2 separate regions of the Drosophila melanogaster genome follow, and region 1 is linked to region 2. Evidence: chromatin contacts called from public Hi-C data. All regions are on one chromosome and are shown on one strand. The core of a region is the stretch at or near the end of the contact, and the rest is flanking DNA. Distances in the headings are between cores, read along the strand shown. Region 1 holds the start of lncRNA:CR46110 (long non-coding RNA:CR46110). Region 2 holds the start of CG12290.

Evidence for each region. Hi-C and Micro-C count contacts between places; a contact is called where the count stands out from the background.
Region 1: a contact with region 2 is called in a Hi-C map of the Kc167 cell line, with 2.3 times the contacts expected there. A contact is called at or near these places in 3 of 107 Hi-C or Micro-C datasets (the Kc167 cell line, the S2 cell line and embryo).

The regions. Positions count from the first base shown.
Region 1 is chr3R:29,773,506-29,777,326 of dm6, reverse strand. It overlaps lncRNA:CR46110 (long non-coding RNA:CR46110), which reads left to right and starts at 2,276. Exons shown (of 1, transcript NR_133481.1): 1 at 2,276-3,003. All of the region lies in intron 1 of kay (kayak), which reads right to left.
Region 2 is chr3R:26,228,866-26,232,855 of dm6, reverse strand. It overlaps CG12290, which reads right to left and starts at 2,608. Exons shown (of 1, transcript NM_001300611.1): 1 at 1-2,608. The coding sequence starts at 2,151. It overlaps lncRNA:CR44320 (long non-coding RNA:CR44320), which reads right to left. Exons shown (of 3, transcript NR_125267.2): 3 at 2,588-3,199.

The sequences.
Region 1 (3,821 bases), core at 1,027-3,526, 3.5 Mb before region 2:
CACGCAACTTCTGACATTTTCCTTTGGCTGCTTACATATTTTTTTTTTTTACCAGCTCGTTAGTTCGAAATGCTCGATTGGGTGATGACATAATGCTCTCGGTCTTATTTTCTAATGGTATGGAAAAGCGATCGCTTTCCTCTGGCCCCCAAACTTGTGACGTCATGGCGCGGAGTAACCGTGTTGACCAAATTTGGCTCTCAAATGAATCGCGGCCCGAAAACCGGCTTCTCAACTCTAAAGTTGTTTTCTTTTCAAAGGCCTCAACTTATGCTAAGTTCAAGCCATTGACGTCATGAGACGATTTCATTAGCGTAGCGCCAAAATGCACAAGCTAAACGCTCTTTGAAGTGCAGATAGCCATGTATGTACAAAGTATCTTTCATACCGATGATTTTAACTAATTGAAATAGCAAATCTAGCGAAAGAACACAGATCCAGAGATAAGCTAAGCCGTCTTAGTAAAGATCTGATAAAAAATGGCCAGCTCATCCTATAAATAATCTTGTTATAAAGTTTCTATTCTTACAGCTGGAGTTAGCTAGCATTCGTAAGCTATATTATTTTAAATAAAATTGTTATTATTTCGAAGAAGGAAAGCTAACACATAAAGTTGATAAGTAAAACCAATTGATCATTTCCCAGTTTTCACTGGGCACTAAGAGTTATATTTACCTTTTTTCTTATCAATTCTGGCAAGGTGCACATTGCACATTTCCCCCGAAACCCACAAATTAATCAAAGAAATCGCTTTTGGGTAACAAGTGCATTCTGCTATCTACACAATCTATTTATATGGATTTTAATCTATGAACGTGCGTGAAGCAACGCGGTTGAATTTTCGAAATCCCCGGAAATTTTCCTGGAACAATCGAAAGCCATAATAATAAAAGCAAATAAGATATAAGAAATGAGAAAACGAGTGCGAGGACAGCAAAGGCGAAATGTCGTAAAAGATTCGCCATAAAAAACGTAGGAACCGAAGACGAAATTACAACAAGACAAGAACAACAATAATTAATTGTTTATTTTGTTGTGTTTTGTTGTGATGTGTGTGCATTTATTTATTTATTTGCTGGCTAAGTGAGCACGCTGATGTCGATGGCAACAAAGGCGGCGGCCGAAGCATTGGCAATTTTATATTTATTTATTTTTAGTTGATGCGCACATTAAATTGGCAATTTCTGCTGGATATCCGATCGTGATTATAAAGCGCTAAAAAAAACGAATCTGCGGTTCTGTTCTGTACAGTTGGTGTCGCAACGAAAGGGCTTTTTTTTTAAATCAATACTAAAACGAATCAAATATAAATGTAGGCAATTATTATTGGCAGAAAGTGGTTGTGATCACCTAATAACACAATCTCTAGGATTAATCCTATCCTATACCTATAGTGATCTCATGTGATCTCCAGCTTGTGTTTTGCAATTAATTAAACCCTATTCTCTTGACCCCGAGTGTGCAAACATAAAAATCCGTAAAAAGGTTATCTCCGAGGAGAGTTCGCTGCTCGTTAGCCGATTTGCTCGTGACTTTTAATGCGTTTGCTTTTAATGCATGGAATATTTATGTAGCACGCTGCATGTTTTATGCAGCGCAATGCGAAAAAGGCAATTTGAGTTGTTCAAGTGCACAGCACCATATTCAGTATACATATAATCGCAAAATACAACCCCAAGCCCACCATCCCGATCGCCATATCCCCATCCTATCACCATACCCAACATTGCATCTCAAACATTTCGACGCGTGAGTCGCTTGACATTCTAAGTGGAATACCAGCGAGATTCGAGGGGGGATTCGAGGTATTCGGGGGGGGAAGAACGGGGGTGAGCCGCAGCATCTGAGTGCCACTTGACCTTGGCATTGGATTTAATTCTATGGCAAAATCAACTGCAGCATAATTTCGAATGTCAGCCGAATGGGAAATCGGGGTGGAAAGATATATATGTACATATATATATTTCGCTTGTCAAGTCTGGTATTAGCCGGGGGATTTGCGTGCCGAACAGAAGACAAGTCTATTTTCGCATTCAAGATTTCCCTTTGAATTCTAAAGGCAGCCGAAAGTGGCAGTCATTATTGCTAATAAAATAAAAAATATATATGTCCACCTAAGGATATAGACAGTTAGCATAGACATTTAAAAACATATCTTTGAAAATCAATAAGCTTCGTCAAAGTTAAATTTAAAATCACACCAAAATGCGGCAAATACAAATTTCAGATAGATATGCTATCCAGTATTTCATAGCTTGCCGCAGTCCCAAGTGGAATCCAATTAGAAACGGAAGCGAAAGCCTTGACCTCCGAGCGGTTTCTTGGCTTATTGGCCACAGTGCAGCAATATGAAATTGGCGATGCACGTGTTGCGAACGAGAATCAAGCAGCAATAAAGACCGCACCTACGCCACAAAAAAAGAAACAGATGCAGGGTGCAAATATCTGACAGATACAAGATACACAGGGGATGGCGATGGATGGTGAGGGGAATGTCCGAAAACCAAACGAAATAGAAACAGAGAGATAGTGGAACAATAGAAAAACAAATGCAAAGAGGGCAACCTTGGCTGCGACTACGAATCAAGTGCAACGAGGGAATGCACAATAAGCCACTCACTCGCACTCGTCGCGCTCTCCCACTCACGTCTGCCTCTCTCGCATGCGATAAAAGTATCTGTGTGAGCTGCTCGCGCTCTCTGGCTCTCTCTCTCTCTCTCTCTCTCTGCCATTTAACTGCCTTGTGCGCGTGAGAGAGCGGCACAGTGACAGCGCGAAACAACAACAAAAGTGTAAATTGAAATTCCAAAGATGTCGACAAAGTAAATACGAAATAAAAACCAAAACGAGACAGCGGCAACAATAACAATGGAAAGCTACAACAAAATGCGCACCACACAATTCGGCGAATAATCATAATAAAAAAAAAGGCAGACGAGTATACAAGGCAACAACAAAAAACAAAAAGTTCAATATATTTTTTAAACAAGTTTCCAGACCCGTATGTGTGCCGTTTTCTATATGTTTTCGCCTCACAGACAAAGTCAGCCTTAGCATTCAGACGCTTTCTGTGAGATATGTTGAGATTCATATCCAAAACCGGGGGGAGTACGGAATTATTGCGTTCTATGCAGTACCAGTTTGTACCGCCCGACCGTACCTATCCTCTTCTATCCCACTTCCTCTTTATTAATCCGAGTGAATAGCAATAAAACCAGATGGCAACGAAGCGCGAATACCCTTTCAGTGTGCGAATTCATAAGTGAATAATCATCTTATTTTCTAGATTCAACTATCTGCAAGGGAATTTCAAGGCAACCATTCGCTATTGGTAGCACAATAATTTTGGGCTTATTGGTCAAGTTTCTTTAGATTCTTTTAGCATATGACCGAGCTACCAAGGTGCATGTGACCTATAAGAAAGTAACAGTTGTAAAGTCAACCCGTTCTCCGACTGATAATACTCCCGCGTATGTAGGGTACACAAATAGAGTATCGCACTTACGATAAGATTGCGCGTCGGTGTTGCTATTTTCGTTGTCGCCGTCGATATCGCAGCGCTTAGATCGGCGGGCAGAAAGTCCAGCTCCTCCTCATCCACCGCCTGGTTCTCCTGGTCCTCTGGGTCATCCTGCACCATCTTGACCCTGTCCTCTTCCGCCGGATCTGGATCCTCGGGCTTTCTGATGGCGGGCTTTTTCGTTGTGCGCTCCACTTTGACTTTCATTGTTGCTGCTCTCCAGTTGGCGATTATAAACAAAACTTACATGTGCAGCTGGCACTCACACACACAATCAAACACCAGCACACGAGCACACACA
Region 2 (3,990 bases), core at 1,359-3,858:
GCCCCTGGCGCCACCGAAATTGATGATGGTGCTGCAGCTGCTGTTGGGCCTTAACGTCAAGGTCGTATGCACCGGCACTTGACTGACCAGGGAACTCTGGGGGGTGAGATACTTGCAGCTGTTGCTGCTGTACTGCGACAACTTGCTGCTGTTGCGCTGCAATTGTGCACCACTTGCAGCAGGACCTGCGGTGCCATTGGTCTTTACACTGCTGCTGCAGTTGCGCTGCAGGCCCGACGACGAATCCAGACCAAACAGCCGCTTGACTCCTCGCCTCACCCTCTTGTTCCTGTAGGCGAAGATGAATGGCGAACTGAGATTGGCCAGCAGGATCATGAAGATGGCCAGCTGGGAGGATCCGCCAAAGTTAGCAGCCGACAGTCGCGATTGCAGGAGTACCAGCAGTCCGAAGGGCAGGTACGAGACCACAAACATCACCACCACCAGGATGCTGATGCGGGCTGCTCTCGACTCCTCACGGTATTTGAATAGCGAACTGGCGTTGCTCAAACGGTGTCGCAAGGAGCTCATGTAACTCAGAGCCTTGGGGGAGGCATGAATGGCGGGTATCTGGAGGGCGTGGCCGTGTTGCTGGTGGCGCGGCGAACTGAAGTGCGGATGATGTTGCTGGTGGTGATGATGCTGTTGCTGCTGATGTTGCAGGTGCAATTGCTGCTGCTGCTGCCGCTGGGCGTGACCCAAAAGATGCGGAGAACCACACTCCTCACTGAGCGAGTCCTGGCGCAGTTCCGTGTACTTGTGGAGATTGGGCGAACTGTGCACCTGGCGTATGCCCTGCAGACGATTAGTCTCCCTCAGATCCTGCGAAGAAGTGCCCAACAGGGGCAGCTGTCTGGCGGAGTAGTTCCTCTTTATTTCACCACTGGCTGTTTGCAGAGTAAGCATAATGTTCTGATTTCTATCTGACAGTGAGTGCTCCTGTACGGGCATCAGTTGAACTCCGGCTCCACTTTCCGCATCTGAGCCACCATCATCCGAGATGGTGGGCAAAAGTACTTTCGCGGCCGAGTCCCGACGGAGACAACTGGGCGAACTCCTCGGCTGTTGGCGCTGATCAATTTGCATTTGCAGACCGCCCAAGCCCAAGCTGCTGTTGCCGCCATGCGAACTGGCCGAGGATATGGAATGCCGATGAACACACAAGCTATTGGAGAACTGGTTGGCTTGAGCCGCCTGCTGGCCAGCCGTCAGATTCAAGGCGCTCTGCAGCAGCGGCGAAGAGCCATTCTGGCGCATGCGCAGCCCATTTCCGCGCGCCTCACTGAATATCCTCCAGTACATTCCGCACACGAAGCCGAAGGGCAGGAGGATGATCACGATGAAGTAGACACTGGCGTACACCACTCCGAAAATACTATTGGTGCTGCTGATGTTGAAGTACGTGACTGCCAGGCGGCGTTGTCTGCTGAACAGGGCGTCCGCCTCAAAGTCCAAAACTCGGAAGGCGGAAAGGGCTCCAAAGAGTATGCCCACCACCCAGGTGAGTGCTATGAAGATCCAGGTTTTCACGCCCGAAATGCGACTGTGGTAGCGCAGGGGATCCGTAACGGCACACCAGGTGTCCCCCACCACGAGCAGTACTGCCAGAGCTCCCAGCGCAGCAGTCATGTCTATGGACCAACATCTCAGTTGGACGGGCGGCAAAATGGGAGCCTCCGTGGGTAAGCTCTCAAAGGCCGAGAGATTCTCTTCGTGTGTCTCGGTTTCCGTGATGACAAAGCCACCATCTCCGCGCTCATCGATGGTCAACTCGCGACAGTAGGTGGCATTGCACTTGAAGAAGGTCTCCACCGTATCGCCGTTTTCGCTGATGTTCCTTCGCACCACCACGCCGTCCTGTTCCACCAGCTGGCCATTGCGACGAAGTATCACCTGATGGTTTCCCGGCTTCGAGAAGAACTCCAGGGTCTCGGCGTTGGAAGTGGATGCCTCCGCAGACTTTCCCGGCAGTCCCAGGAACAAAGTGGGGGCCAAGATGCAGCAACCAATGAGATTGATGGCCAGCAGGTTGATCGTAAAGCGATTGGCGGTGGTCCTCAAGCCAGGCGTTATCCAAAAGGCACACAGCGCCAGCAGGTTGATCAGGAACGAGACGAGCAGCAGGGCCAGGATCAGGAGGTCTATGGCCATTCTTTATGCTGTTTTTCGATTACCACACATCACTTTACAGTTTCACAGTCACTTATGGCCTTTTATTGAATTTGGCTTTTCGGTTTTGTTTTGGCTCTGCTTATGACACAAATTTCACTCGGTAGTATATCCGCTGTCTCTCGTCTCTTCACATTTGCAGCCAAATATTTTTGGTTTTTTGTTGAATACCCTTTTTTTTGTGTTCAGTATTGTATGCGGTTTGTTTCTTGCGAACGCTTGCTAATTTACGTGCGAGATTTGTAAAAAACAATTTCTTTTTTGCTCTCAAGCAGTTGCTTTTCCACTTGTGTTTATTATGATTTTTCGTGTCTTGTCAATTGTCTTGCGACCGTCTGACTCTTGACTCAATTTTGTTCGCCGTGTATTTATCACGCGCACCGATCGGACGAGCACGATCTTCACTCCGAAGCGTTCCAAGCACAACTGTCGTGAGCGTTCGCCCCAACGCCTCCAAATATACGCGACTGCTCCACAGGCGGGTGCGAGCGAAACGGAGAAACGCCAGCGCGAGAACGGCGAGCGAAATGAGCGATCCGGAGAGCCACGAGTGCTCGAGTGTTGCTGCAGTTGCTGTTGTTGCTGCCACTGCCGTGATTTGCGATTCCCACGCTCCGACTTTGAAATTATGTTGCTGCAAGTGGCCGCTGCACTGTTGCCAGCCGGTCTTTATCACTAGTGGTTGTTGTTGCTGCTGCTGTTGTTGCTGCTGTTGTCCTAGTTCAGTGCGGCAGCAACACAAATTGTATAATCTGTTTCTTTTTTGCAATGCCAATTGCCGCCGCTTCACTTTTGCTCTGTATTACATCACTGGCTCAATGTTATAGCTGCTGCTGGTGCTACTGCTGCTCGTGCTTTTCCATTTTCCAAGACACATTTTCTTCTGGCTTCTGCACAATTTCCAATGTGCAACACAACGGCGTTCGCGCACTATTTTCTTAACCATAAAAATTGCATTTTTATTAGGCCGACTGCTGCTGTGAAATGAACAACAACAACAGCTGATGAAATTCCCACCGTCGGGCGCCAGCTGCAAGAAAAGAGCGAGAGAGAGAGGAAAAATCCAAATTAGAGCGAGACGACGCTTGGGGAGATATGTCCGTAAGATAAGGCACGGTTTTATTATTGCTGTTTTGATTGTGAAATTAAAAGCAAATAGAAATAAACGCTGGACCAAGATGATACAGCAGATTTAATCCCCGGCTACCAAAACCCGCTCGACAATGACTCAGAAAACATAACAACTCAATTTCGCAAACTAAAAAATCGGCACGCTCCCTGAATGAACATATACAAATTGGTTATCGCAAGTTTTGCGATAAGAAATAAATCCAGTTTTTTTTTTCCACTGGGGAACTGTCCAGAAGTTCGTCATGGGTACTTATAGTCAATTACCTTAAATCGCATTGGAACCACACCCACTCAGCCCTACACGCCCGCTTCACATGAAGGCTCTTGATTATAGTTAACTGTCTTTTTATAACTACGCATTATCCCATGAAGTCGGTACACAGATCGGACGACGATCAGGCGCTTACAACATGACCGGAGAATCGACTCTAATGAGCTCATCGCAAATTCTACTCGGTTCCCAGTAGTCATAAAAAGTTTGGGGCATCGAGCCAAAAGTCAATGCCACAAGGAAAGTTTTTGGTTTTTTTTTTTTTTTTTTGTTTGAGATATTTTCTTGGAAAATATGCAATAAAATATGCCATGTTGAATGTGTATTTTAAATTCCACTATTATTTATCTATATTTCCATGAAAGTTCTCAATAATATCGTAAGGCGTATAGCGCACGATGACTTTATTTTTAGCAGTG